Linked DNA regions of Sus scrofa: all the other regions are linked to region 3. The links are chromatin contacts, called in public HiChIP or PLAC-seq and promoter capture Hi-C maps. All regions are on one chromosome and are shown on one strand. The core of a region is the stretch at or near the end of the contact, and the rest is flanking DNA. Distances in the headings are between cores, read along the strand shown.

Region 1 (2,700 bases), core at 187-2,686, 230 kb before region 3:
CCATCTGTTTGCACACCATGGCACAGGCCCCAGCCTCCTGGCCTTAGTTTATATCTGTCTTAGGTGGTCAGCCCCTGGTGAGGCTCCGGCCTGGGAGGCATTGGTCAGTGCCCCCAGGGGTTGGCAAGACCTGCTGTGGGCCCGTGGCCTATCCTGCCCTTGTGCCCTGGGGGGTTCCAATCAGAGGCCCCTCTCCCTGCTAGCCTCACTCCCTGCAGGCCTCTTGGCCATGAGACCTGGAGCTGTAGCTACGCAGCTCCTCAAAGTGGGTGGTGCCAAGCAGTAGCCTTTGTTCTCTCACGCTCCGGAGGCCTGAGGTCTGAGGTCAAGGTGTTGGGGTTGTGTTCCCTCCTGTGGGGAGGCCTGGCATCCCAGGCGGAGCTGCAGGCTCCAAGCCATCCTGTCTTCACGGGCATCTCCCCAGGGTCTGTGTGGGGCCCACCTGAATCCAGGCTGAGGTCTCAGTCCTCACACCTGCAAAGGCCCTGCAGCCCAGCAAGGGCACAGTCTGAGGTTCCAGGAAGACATGAGTTTGGGAGGTGCTGTTAAACCACCATGGTGTTAATTTATGTTCCTTCCCTGCACATTGAGCACTAGCACTTTTCTGGGTTCTGAGGCCACCGAAGAAACAGACAAAGGTCCCAGCCCTCATGGAGGTGGCTTTCTGGTCAGGGTCACAGAGGACACACAAGTGAGCTATTTCAGGTGTCACAGGTGGTTAGTGGGGCCAGAAGAGGTGGCCGCCATCACCAGTGTGTGGGACTGGCCCTCCCTTAGCCTGGCCAGCCCTGTTGTGACTCACATGGGGTCAGGGCCTTCCACAGAGTTTGGCACACATGGGAACATGCCTAAAGGCCAGCCTGCTCATGGGGCAGATGCCTGCCCCATGCAGACCCTCCTGCGGGGAACGTGGCCCCTGCTGTCCCCATCGTGCCAGAAGGGTCACCCCAGCCATGACCGGTGGTCAGCTGTGAGCCTGCTGGCTGCTGTGGAGCCTCAGGTACCAGTGAACCCAGGCTCGTGAGGTGGTGCAGATCCGTGTCACTACCACAGGGTGGCTCGCTGGGTGTGGTCAGAGCTCTGGCCACTCCTCCCTCCAGGTTGTCTGACTGTCCAGTTGACCTGTTGGTGTGGACAAGGCTTCATGAATGCTGGCTGTCCTGCGGCCCAGGCCACTCAGCCAGGCAGTGCCAAGATGCCTGTGGTCTTGGCCAGGTGAGCCCGACTCCGGCCACTGCGGGGCCCCGCCCACACAGTGTAGCCCATGGCATTGCAGACACATGGCCCAGGCCCAGCTGATGAAACATTCAGCCCCTCACTCAGAAAGGTCACTGTGAGCAGTCAGTAGAGCCAACCCGCAGGGGTCTGGTGAGGGCGGCAGGGAGACACCGTGTGCTGTGCATGGCCGTTTCCGCATTAGTCAGGCCCAGTGGAATGCACAGGCAGCCTTCACGGCTTTATCTCTGCCGATCTCCATTCATTTCTGGAATGTCAAACAACATCTGTATTTCCTGCTGCTGCAGGGGTGATTGGCAGCCCGTCCCAGGCTGACGCGTGCGGGAACTTGGGGGCTGTGCCACCCCTGCTCCCCAGCAGGACACACCCTAGGCCAAGGCCTGCAGCAGAGGGTGTCTTATCTGGGGTTTGCAATGGGCTGGGTGTGCTGGGAAGGCCGCATGTCTAGGTGCGCGGAGTGCTCCCAGGGCCTGTCTTAGCCCCAGTCCCTATTGATGTGGACAGTTGAATGGTTGAGCTTTGTTATGGGGGCAGCTCTCCAGGGTCACTGCCTCGAAGAAGAGGTCAGAGGGAAGCGGTAGGCCAGTGTGGCTGGCGTGGCTGTCATGGCTGGGCTTGTGAGCAGCCCATCTCTCTCTCCAGAAGGGGTTGTGAGCACTGGTGTCTCCCCAGAGCAGGACAGGGTTGGCAGGGGACACGAGGGTGAGCAAAACTGCAGGATTTTGCTGCAGAGGCACACCGCATCTGGGGGCTTGTGGAAGGGCAACACCCTGGGAAGGGTCCTCCTGAGTGATTGAGTGACCGTGCTACTTCCTTCCAGGGGCGGCCAGAGCTGACACCCACGGCAGTCATGGCCGGGAGGCTCCTGGCCCAGCGGCTTTGTGGTCGGTCCTCAGACCTGATGGATTACGACAATGTGAGTGTGCCCTGTGGTTCATGCCCTCCGCGCAGCTCCTTCTGGGGGGTGCATGTGTCTGTGTGCATGCATGTGAGGTGCCACCTGGAATCAGTGCAGTCACCCATCTGAGCCCTGGCCTGCAGTTGCTGCTCCCAATGCCAAGTACCTGACCCTGGTACTCCTTACAGGTGCCCACGACGGTCTTCACGCCACTGGAGTATGGCTGTGTGGGGCTCTCGGAGGAGGCGGCCGTGGCTCGCCATGGAGAGGAGGGTGTGGAGGTGAGTCAGGGCCCCAGGAGGGGTGGCCGGGACTCAGGCCCTGGTGACCCTCACACTAGACGATGGCTGTCTCCCTGCAGAGGCCCACTGGGCAAGTGGGGCTATTGGTGTCCATCCTTTCTGTGCCTGCAGCTTGGCCAGGTGGGGCGTGGGGTCCAGGACCATGACTATGATGGGCTGGGATGTTGGAGGGACCCCAGAAACGAGAGGGCCTTTGGAGTATGGCCCACTGCATCAGGCACATCTCCCTTAACCTGGAGACGCTTCTGCCCTCTAGCCTCCTCC
Region 2 (2,747 bases), core at 208-2,707, 250 kb before region 3:
AAAACAGGGTTTACTGTTGGCTCCAACCATTCAGCAATGAGATTCTCCCTGACAGACCCCAACCAGGCCCCTCAGAGCCCTCTTCTCCACCTATAAAGGCCTCCTATAAAGACTGGAACAAACACTAACTGTGCCACAAAGCTCAAGGCCACTTCTGCAGGGTAGCCCAGCCTCCCAAGATGCCTGCCAACACTTACTGCTTGCAAAGAAAGCAACCATTGTAGCCGCACCTCCCAGCTTCTGCAGGAAGGCAGGAGCCCAAATTCCAGCTACTGTGTAAATGGGTGTCACATGGACCATGGTCTCTTTCCACTTTTTGTAATTTTTCACTCCCTGACTCTCTCAAGCCTCAATGTCTGCCGCATTTCTCCTTTTATCTTTTTTTCTTTTTCTTTTTCTTTCTTTTTTCTTTTTTTTTTTTAGGGCTGCCCTGCGGCATATGGAGGTTCCCAAGCTAGGGGTCGTAGCCATAGCTCCTTAACCCACTGAGCAAGGCCAGGGATCCAACCTGCGCCCTCATGGATCCTAGTCAGATTCATTTCCGCTGGGCCACCCTGGGAACTCCCCCACCCTCCTTTTAAAGGCCCAGCCCTCTCTGAGTAAGTCTAGAGGGATTCAAGTCCTTCCTCTACTGTGCAGTTACCAGAGTCTGCTGTGTTCTCCTAACTCCAGTCTTCGGGCAAGCCTCAAGGATGCCCCAGGAGTGGAAAGCCCTGGCAAGCAGCAGTATTCAGGAATCCGGCTGGAAAAGCCTAAAAGGCTGGTCTGGGGCAGGTCATACCCCAGCTTCCCCTTCCTGGTGGGGCAGCCAATCTGCTGAAAGGAAAGGCCCAGGGCAGTCCAGGGCCTGCCAGCAGTGCCCCTGGGAGGTGGTTAGGCCCCTTGACCATACCCCACAGTTGTCTCCCTCCAGAGGTCAAGGGCAGTGAGTCAGACTCTGATTCTGAAACCTGGTCCAGGTCCAAGCTCTCCCAGAAGCCACCCTCAACCCCAAGGTCTGAGTCCTGGAGGCTTGTAGTGGCCCCTGTGACCAAGTGGACCTGCACCACGACTCCCCCTCCCTCCCACCACCGGCCCCCATATCAGTAGACCCCACCTCATGTCCAGAGCCCCCACCCCAGGTCAGAGACCCCATCTCAGGTCAGAGACCCCACCACGGGTGGGAGCCTCCCCATGTCCAGGGATCCCGTCCCCGCCCCATGTCCGGAGAACCCCCTCCACCCCAAGTATGGAGATCCCCATCCCAGGTCCGAACCCCCATCCAGGTCCGGAGAACCCCACCCCAGGGGGAACTCCACCAGAGTCCTAATTCTCCCCGACATCCGAGGCGCCCTGATCGGCCCCAGACGCCCACTCCTCGTCTGGACCCCACCTGGTGGACCCTCGCGGGCGCACCCACCTTGTGCAGCCGTCCGTGCAGGCAGCGCGGCAGACAGCCCGGTCTGGCCGAGGACCCAAAGGCTGCGGCTGCTGAGACGATGGCGGCGCTGCGGGGACCTGCCGGGCTCTTCCGGTGGCGCTTGCGGGTCGTGCCGGGAGGGGCGCGGGGCGCAGCAGGTCCTGCGGGGGCAGACGGGGCGGAACGGGCGTGGGGTCGGAGGTCTGAGAGGGGGTCGGGGCTAGGGCGGGAGTCCTCGCGGGGGAGGAGGGGGTCTCCCGCAGGTCCTGCCGAGCGGAGTGACCACTGCCTGGTCCCCCAGCCCAGCGTTAACTAGAGTCCTGGCAGAGGTGATAATGGCAAGGCCACCACGTGCGGGTGCCCTGCACACCCCACGTGCCAGATCTCGCCACCTCCTGCCCAGTCCTAGCGCCACACAGCAGCATGTGCTCAATACATGCACAGGCAGGGAGTCACAGAGGGGACCAAGGGAACCCACGTGTTGAGCTCTGCTGGTGCTGTGGCTCTTCACTGCCCTATGGGGGCTCTAGGGGAGGAGAGGACTGGCTGCTGGACCTCCTGAGCTATCAAGGGTCCTGGGCCAAACCAGATGGAGATCCCATAACTGTAAGCAAGGGGAGGGGGGCTGGGCACAGGGGAGGGTTGGGGCCAGCCCTGCAGGACTGGCTCCCTCAGAGCAGACCATAGGACCACCATAACTGCCATGGCAGTGGGCCACCGCAAGCATGATGCATGCTCCCCACCACATACCTGAACAGGGACCACCCCCCAGACCTCACCCCTGGATGACCCCACAGGGAGTGAGTGCTGAGGGGCTGGAAGAGGGACAAGCAAAGAGCTCCTTCCCAGAGATGGTGCCCAGGGGAGGAGTGGCTGGCCTTTGGCCAGCCTTGTGCCTCCGTGGCCTGGGGAGCAGGGCTAGGGTAGCCCTGCAGAGTCTGGGGAGGCAGTTACCAGCTCAGGAGGTGGGGACGGAGCACTGCTTTCAGTGGCTTTGCTGGCCCTAAGGACCTTGCTGCACATGTCACACCGGAACTTTGCAATGTTTAAAAGCCCTTATGCAGCTGCAGTCAAGCCCAGGCCCTGCAGGCTGGTAGGAGAACTTGACCCTGGCTTCTGTCTCCACACTCAAGGCCAGAGGGGAGCCCCAGGGCCAGGGCGAGTAGGAGCTCACAGGGTGGGGGGATGGTGCCAACACCCAGCAAGGACTCCAGGGTCTGATTTTAAGCCTCAGCTTCCATTTTAGGCCGGAAACTCCTCTGAGCAGGAAGACACCTGCTCTGTCCAGCATGGGGGTGGCCGATGTAGCCCCTGAACAGGAACTGGAGTGACCGTGCTGCTGGTTTTC
Region 3 (2,863 bases), core at 38-2,537:
CAGCCCTCTGCCTCAAACCCCACAGAAAGAAGCCGCTACGGGTCTCAGGTCTCCCCGATGCAGCCTAGGTTACTGCAGACACACTAACTAGTCTCCTTGCTTTCTGCTTAGTTCTCCTCTAACCCACCCAACACTGTCCCGCCAGGGAAGAGCCCTCGCCCCAGGCCGAGCTCTCGCCCAGGAGGGGGTCCTTGCCCCGCCCCTCCCCTTGCCCTGTTCCCCCCTCCCTTTGCCCTGTCCCCCCTCCCCTTGCCCTGACCCCCACCCTTGCCCTGTCCCTCCCCTCCCTTGCCCTGTCCCCCGCCCGCCGGCCAGGTCTGCAGCCTCACCTGAAGGATCTTGCAAGCGCACAGAGCGTCCACGTCCGAGGCCACGAAGAGAAGGACCCTCTACCGGGGGGGAGGGGGGGAGCGAGTTTGCCGAGCGTTTATACACGAATCCCGGCCCCTCCCGCCCCCCACGGCCACACCCCCTCAGCCCTTCCCCGACAAGGCCTCGGGCGCCCAAGGCAGGGATCACCTGACTCTGGACCACCTCGTAGAATTCCTTGCGGAAATCGGACACGAACATGGCCACGGCGGCGGGATAGCCCGAACGCGCGCGGGGACCGAGAGCCCGGAAACCGTCAAGACTCCCGCCAAATCAGGGCTCTTTCGATTGGCCCAGGGACAAACCAGCGACCCTCGGCTCCCAGACTTTTCTCCTTTCTGATTGGCCTGTTTGGAGGGCGGGCACTAGCGCTCCGCCGTTCACGGCTGGAAGACTTCGGCCTGCCCCAAAGGGGCATCTGCCACAGGCTGGACGCGCTGGTGGTTGCGCATGTTAACGCTGACTCCGTTTAACTGGAAACCCGACGCTCGGTGTTTATCTTTACTTTGGGAAGAAAAGCCTACTGCCCCTCACTGAGACCTCTAGAAAAAAGAAACCTTCCCTCTGCAAATTAAATTCGTGTGTACATCAAAGAGTGCTTCCGTTTAGGATTTCAATTGGCTCGCGGCCTGGTTCAAGGGCGGAAGGGTGTCTTACTTCCGCCCGAGTCTTGGATGGCCGCGGCAGACGCCGGAGGTCTGCGTGCATTCTGGGTAACTTAAGCGGAAGGGGCGTTAATCCCATCAAACTCTTCTGGAGGGGGCACTGTCAAACTGCAGTTTAAAATAATCATGAAAGGTAGTCTAGAGTGCACATGTTAGGAAGGAAGGGGTATTTAAGCGCTCACTCAAGGAAACCTTGTACCCTGGCGCCTTTGCCTTTGTCCCTTGACCCAGCTGCGCCCTCCTCGCGCGCCTCTCCCGGAAGTGTAGGTGCGGTATTTCCGGTGAGTCCCGGATGTCCGCGCGAGGCGGCGGCGGTAGCGGCGGCTGTGAGGAGAAGTCGGCTTCCACCGCAACGTTCTTTGGCAAAGCGCACCTGCTAGGCCGAGGGGTCCACCATGGTGAGTGGCGGGGCAGGCTGGGGTCGGGGCCGGGGGCGGGGCGGGAGCTCGGCGAGCGAACGTGCAGCCGAGGAGGTGCCGACTCACCGGCCTGAGCCTTCCGCGGGCGCCTTCGCCCTCCGTTTCGAGGCTCTAGACCTGTGACGGCTTCCCTCAAACGAGCCCTGGATGGACTGGTAGGCTGAGGGGCAAGGGCGCGGGCGCTCGGGGCCCGTCCCCCAACTGAGCCCTGCCGGCTTGCGACGCCGCCACGCTGCCCGTGGCTCCCCTGGCCCTCTTACCTCTCAGTCCTGGGCCCCAGCGATGCCTCTGGAGGCGGGGGCGAGGTGTAGAGGCTGGGGGAGTGAGACTTGGAAGTCAGGCCTGGCTGTACCGCTGTTTGTCACCAGAGGGTCGCGCGTTTGCTTTGTCAAGAGTTTAAGCTGAGTGCGTCAGTGCCCAGTCCACCGAACAAGCGAGTATCCTCGTGCTCTGGGCTGAGCGCTCCGCGTCGGGATCATAAGGGGAAGGTTGAGGGCAGGTTGGGACCCGGTGTTCAACACCTTGTGTACGCGGTCCTTTTTGTGTTGCACCCAGAAGAAAGGGCTTAGAGGTGGGGTTCGAGTGACGAGGCGCCCACTCACCCAGAAGCAGAAGCGCCGTGTATTTGTTATGCCTCTGGCCATGATTTTGTTGAACTGAGTTCTGTTTTTTTTTTTTCCTCCCCCCTTTTTTTGTCTTTTTGTCTTTTCTAGGGCCGCTCCCGCGGCATATGGAGGTTCCCAGGCCAGGGGTCTGTTCGGAGCTGTAGTCTCTGGCATAGGCCACAGCCACAGCAACATGGGATCTGAGCTGCGTCTGCGACCTACACCACAGCTCACGGCAACGCTGGATCCTTAACCCACTGAGCAAGGCCAGGGGTTGAACCCACAACCTCATGGTTCCTAGTTGGATTTGTTAACCACTGAGCCACGACGGGAACTCCAGTTTGTACATTTTTAAGTGTAAAGTTTAGTGGTGTTAAGTACATTCACATTGTTGCATAGTAGATCTACAGAACTTTTTTATCTTGAAAAATTGAAACTCTGTCCCCATTAAACAATTCCTCTTCCCCCAGCCCCTGGCAACCACCACCACCATTTTTTTCCTCTCTGCGAATTTGACTTACTCTAAGTACCTCATGTAAATAGAATCACGCAGTATTTGTCCTTTTGTGTTTGGCCTATTACACTGAGCAGAATGTCCTCAGAGTTCATTACCGTTAGAGCAAATGTTGGAACTTCCTTCCTCTTTAGAGCCAAACAATATTCCATTGTATGGATGGACCACGTTTTCTTTCTTCATTCATTTGTCGATGGGTGTTTGGATTGTTTCCAGCTCTTTGCTCTTGTAAATAGCCCTCCTGTGACTGTCAGTGTACAAATACATATTTTCAAGACCCAGCTTCTCATT
Region 4 (2,827 bases), core at 236-2,735, 210 kb before region 3:
TTTCATTCACACTTCCAGGAGGCGTTTCCTGGCTAGGTGCCACCTCTTATTTTGGCGAGGCTGCTGAAAGGCCCTGAGAAGGTACAATGTGATCTTTGATTCTGACTCAAGGATCAAAGCGAGTGACTTCGGGTGCAAATGAAGATAACATTTCAGAGATGTCTTCATGAAAGGAATTGCTAGACCAGGGCAGAAAGAGAGCTGGTGTACATCACTTCCAGTGACCTCGGCCGCCTCGGTCCTGGTAACCCACCCCCCGCCATCCCGGCACCGCGAACACCGGCTCCGCCTGCGCCGGCTTTCCCAGGGTCGGGTTGCTGACCAGCTAGCCGCGCGGGGTCCAGCTGCGCCAGCCCATCCATGGCGTGGGAGCGGCCCGCAGGGGACAATCCTCGGGGCCATCCCTGCCCTGTAGCTACTGGGCGGCAGAAATGAGACCCTGCACTCACATCTCTAGCGAGGGGTACTCTTGCGGGCACGTCGGCTGGGGTCGCTCAGCCGTCCCTACCAACCCTCCTTGTACCCCGTCCCCCAGCATGCCTCCGGACGCTCAGTGTAACTCAGGACTATGACTGCGGCGTCAGTCCATGGGTCCTAACTGGTGACAAGCTGGACCCGCCGCCCCTCCACAGTGAGCCACTCAACTCCTACGCGCGCCCAGCGCCTGCGTACGCGGCCCCGCCCAACTGCTGGAGGTGGTCCTACCTGCGCTTGCGCACGCGGTCGGACCAGCTTTTGTGGCACTTGGAACCGCGTCAGGCTGGGCGCTCTCCCATCAACCCCCGCGCCACGCTGGCCCGCTGACAGAGCCCGGAAGCGCTTGCGCGGCCGCGGCCCCACAGTTCAGGGCGCAGGCGCGGCGTGGCCAGGGTGGGTGGGTAGCTTGGGGTGCGCCGGGAGCCGGCGCGGGGACTCACGGGGTGGCCGCTCGCACGCAGGGGGCGTGGCCGTGCGACTCCGCAGGCCTGGGACCTGAGAGAATTCCAAGTAGGGTAGCTACGGTCGGAGGGTCAGTGGGGCCGGCTTCCTGACCCCCGTCGACCGTGCCCAGCCTGGTCTCGGCCGCTTTGTAGGTGCAATCGGACTCGCCTTCGCGGGAGCCGGAGCGTCGGGGCTTCGCAGGTGGGTCGCTTCGAGTCGCGGCGCGTGAGTCCAGGACAGCCGCCACCGCACTTCAAGGGGGCAGGAGCGGGGGTGGTTCGAGGTCACTGCTTTTTCAGAGCTGGGTGGGGAGACGGGCCGTATGGCGAGCGGACAGCGTCTGCGTGCTATCTCGGGCTCAGCTTCCCGGCCGTTTTCCTCGGTGTTAAAACGGCACTGGCTTTCAGGTGGAAGAGCCCCAGAGGCGGCTGTGCTTGTGGGTCCGGAAGACTTGGATGTGGAGCTAGGGGTTGGGGGACCTGGTGGCTCCGAGTGCTGCATGCCACCCTGGGAGGTGCTAGACGGAAAGTCCCAGAGGAGCTCCCGCTGACGAGATAGGTAAACAGGTAGGAAGCTGCGAGGGAAAGTGAGTGCAGACGGGCGCCCCTAGGTGGGGGCTGGCGAAGCGTTGGGGTACGTGTTGGGGACCTGTTAGGAAAATCGCACCGAGAGTGGTGATGCAGAGAACGCTCTGTGAGGCCATGAGCAGACCTGGGGCTGCAGAGATCCGCAGGTGGTTACCCTGGGGATGGGATGGGCAGTGGGAGGGCTCCTTGCGTTGGAAGAGAACTGTGTCTCCTTTTCAGTTTTGTGTCTCCTTTTCAGTTATGCGCCTCTGGGCTGCTCCGGGGTGGTGATCACTCCCCTCCAGGCCGTGTGCAAGGGGTGACTTTGGGGTGGTGGGAGTTGACAAATCAAGTGGGATTTAACTCGAGGGATCAGAGATGCTGGGCTATGGAAGGGGGGCTGCAGGGTTGTGTCAGGGTGGGGTGGTTGCACTCTGAGGAGCAAGATGCATCTGGAGGATATGCAGGTAGCCCCTACCGTGCTTTTGATGTTGTGATGGGAAAGGCTTTATAACTCTGTCTGGGTACTTAACTGTACAGGGCTTGGGTGGCTAGGAGAGGGTTCATAGGACCATGAGGCCTGGTTGATAACCATTGTGCTGATGGGTGGTGGGGCACATGGTCTCTAGAGCCAGGTTCAGCTGCCTTCGCCACTTACTGGTGGGCATGTGGCCACAGACAAGTGACTTCGCTCACCACTCTGCCTCCAGGATGGCAAGAGGACCAGCCTCCTCAGGGGTCAGTGTGGGCGTGAATAGACAGTCAACATAAGGTTACCCATGTCTCTCCTTTCTCCTGAACCTCCCTGACAGCCATTCAGTCTGTCCAAGGAAGCCCCAGGAGTTCTGATCTGGTGCCCTTTCCTTCTTCCGGGCTTGACATCACTACCATTGATTCTTGCCCTTAAAACGTCATAGGTGGCATTTGACTGCCTTCCTGGACCTTTCAGGCCAGTGTCCAGGTCTCCTTCCACTGAGGGCTCCTGGTGGGGGCCGGGGCTTGGCCTGCTGTGGTCATCTCCTGCCGCCCAGTGGTGATGGTTGGGCCTAGTTCCTGCTCTTCCCACCTTGTTTTTGGACAGATCGCCTTGGATGGTGGCCTGCGCCAGACAGTCCCATCAGCTCTTCTCAGCTCTTCTGAGGCCACTGCTGTTGGCTCCCCCTCAGCGCTTGCCTGGAGCACCTGGGTTTGCCACAGCCCTCTTCAGACACCTTGTTTGCTGTGTCCTGTGCCACTTCTGCCCACCCTCCCTGGGTGCTGTCTCTTCCTCCTTTCTCCCCTTCCTTCTCATTGTTGGAGGGGCAGTTCCGGTCTGCCCCCAGCATGCCTTGTGAGTGGCA

Evidence for each region. Promoter capture Hi-C pulls out the DNA fragments that hold promoters and counts their contacts. HiChIP or PLAC-seq counts read pairs in DNA pulled down with a chosen protein or histone mark.
Region 1: a promoter capture Hi-C map of fetal liver shows a contact between it and region 3, with 2.1 times the contacts expected there. The contact joins the enhancer-like site here to the promoter of UFD1 in region 3. A contact is called at or near these places in 1 of 5 promoter capture datasets (fetal liver) and 11 of 47 Hi-C or Micro-C datasets (embryonic fibroblasts, fetal heart ventricle, heart right ventricle and 6 more).
Region 2: an H3K27ac HiChIP or PLAC-seq map of alveolar macrophages shows a contact between it and region 3, with 6 times the contacts expected there. The contact joins the promoter of TXNRD2 here to the promoter of UFD1 in region 3. A contact is called at or near these places in 1 of 5 promoter capture datasets (liver), 12 of 47 Hi-C or Micro-C datasets (embryonic fibroblasts, fetal heart ventricle, heart right ventricle and 6 more) and 1 of 2 datasets of contacts at active chromatin or transcription factors (alveolar macrophages).
Region 4: a contact with region 3 is called in an H3K27ac HiChIP or PLAC-seq map of alveolar macrophages. The contact joins the promoter of RTL10 here to the promoter of UFD1 in region 3. A contact is called at or near these places in 1 of 5 promoter capture datasets (liver) and 1 of 2 datasets of contacts at active chromatin or transcription factors (alveolar macrophages).

The regions. Positions count from the first base shown.
Region 1 is chr14:51,360,242-51,362,941 of Sscrofa11.1, reverse strand. TXNRD2 (thioredoxin reductase 2) reads left to right here. Exons shown (of 18, transcript NM_001168702.1): 13 at 2,057-2,152; 14 at 2,323-2,415. Among named protein-coding and RNA genes, the nearest start is that of GNB1L, 19 kb to the right of the region's middle. Within about 2 kb of position 1,436, at least 22 of the 83 cell types and tissues checked have an H3K27ac peak or open chromatin away from gene starts, as enhancers often do. A contact at or near this core is called in fetal liver, where this site is marked.
Region 2 is chr14:51,383,806-51,386,552 of Sscrofa11.1, reverse strand. It overlaps TXNRD2 (thioredoxin reductase 2), which reads left to right and starts at 1,457. Exons shown (of 18, transcript NM_001168702.1): 1 at 1,457-1,557. The coding sequence starts at 1,479. It also overlaps a transcript of COMT not described here.
Region 3 is chr14:51,131,244-51,134,106 of Sscrofa11.1, reverse strand. It overlaps UFD1 (ubiquitin fusion degradation protein 1 homolog), which reads left to right and starts at 1,287. Exons shown (of 12, transcript XM_001929622.7): 1 at 1,287-1,432. CDC45 (cell division control protein 45 homolog) reads right to left here and starts at 996. Exons shown (of 17, transcript XR_002338936.1): 1 at 520-996; 2 at 330-389.
Region 4 is chr14:51,341,041-51,343,867 of Sscrofa11.1, reverse strand. It overlaps RTL10 (protein Bop), which reads left to right and starts at 1,485. Exons shown (of 3, transcript XM_021072470.1): 1 at 1,485-2,827. The coding sequence starts at 2,811. It overlaps GNB1L (G protein subunit beta 1 like), which reads left to right and starts at 839. Exons shown (of 6, transcript NM_001243455.1): 1 at 839-1,122.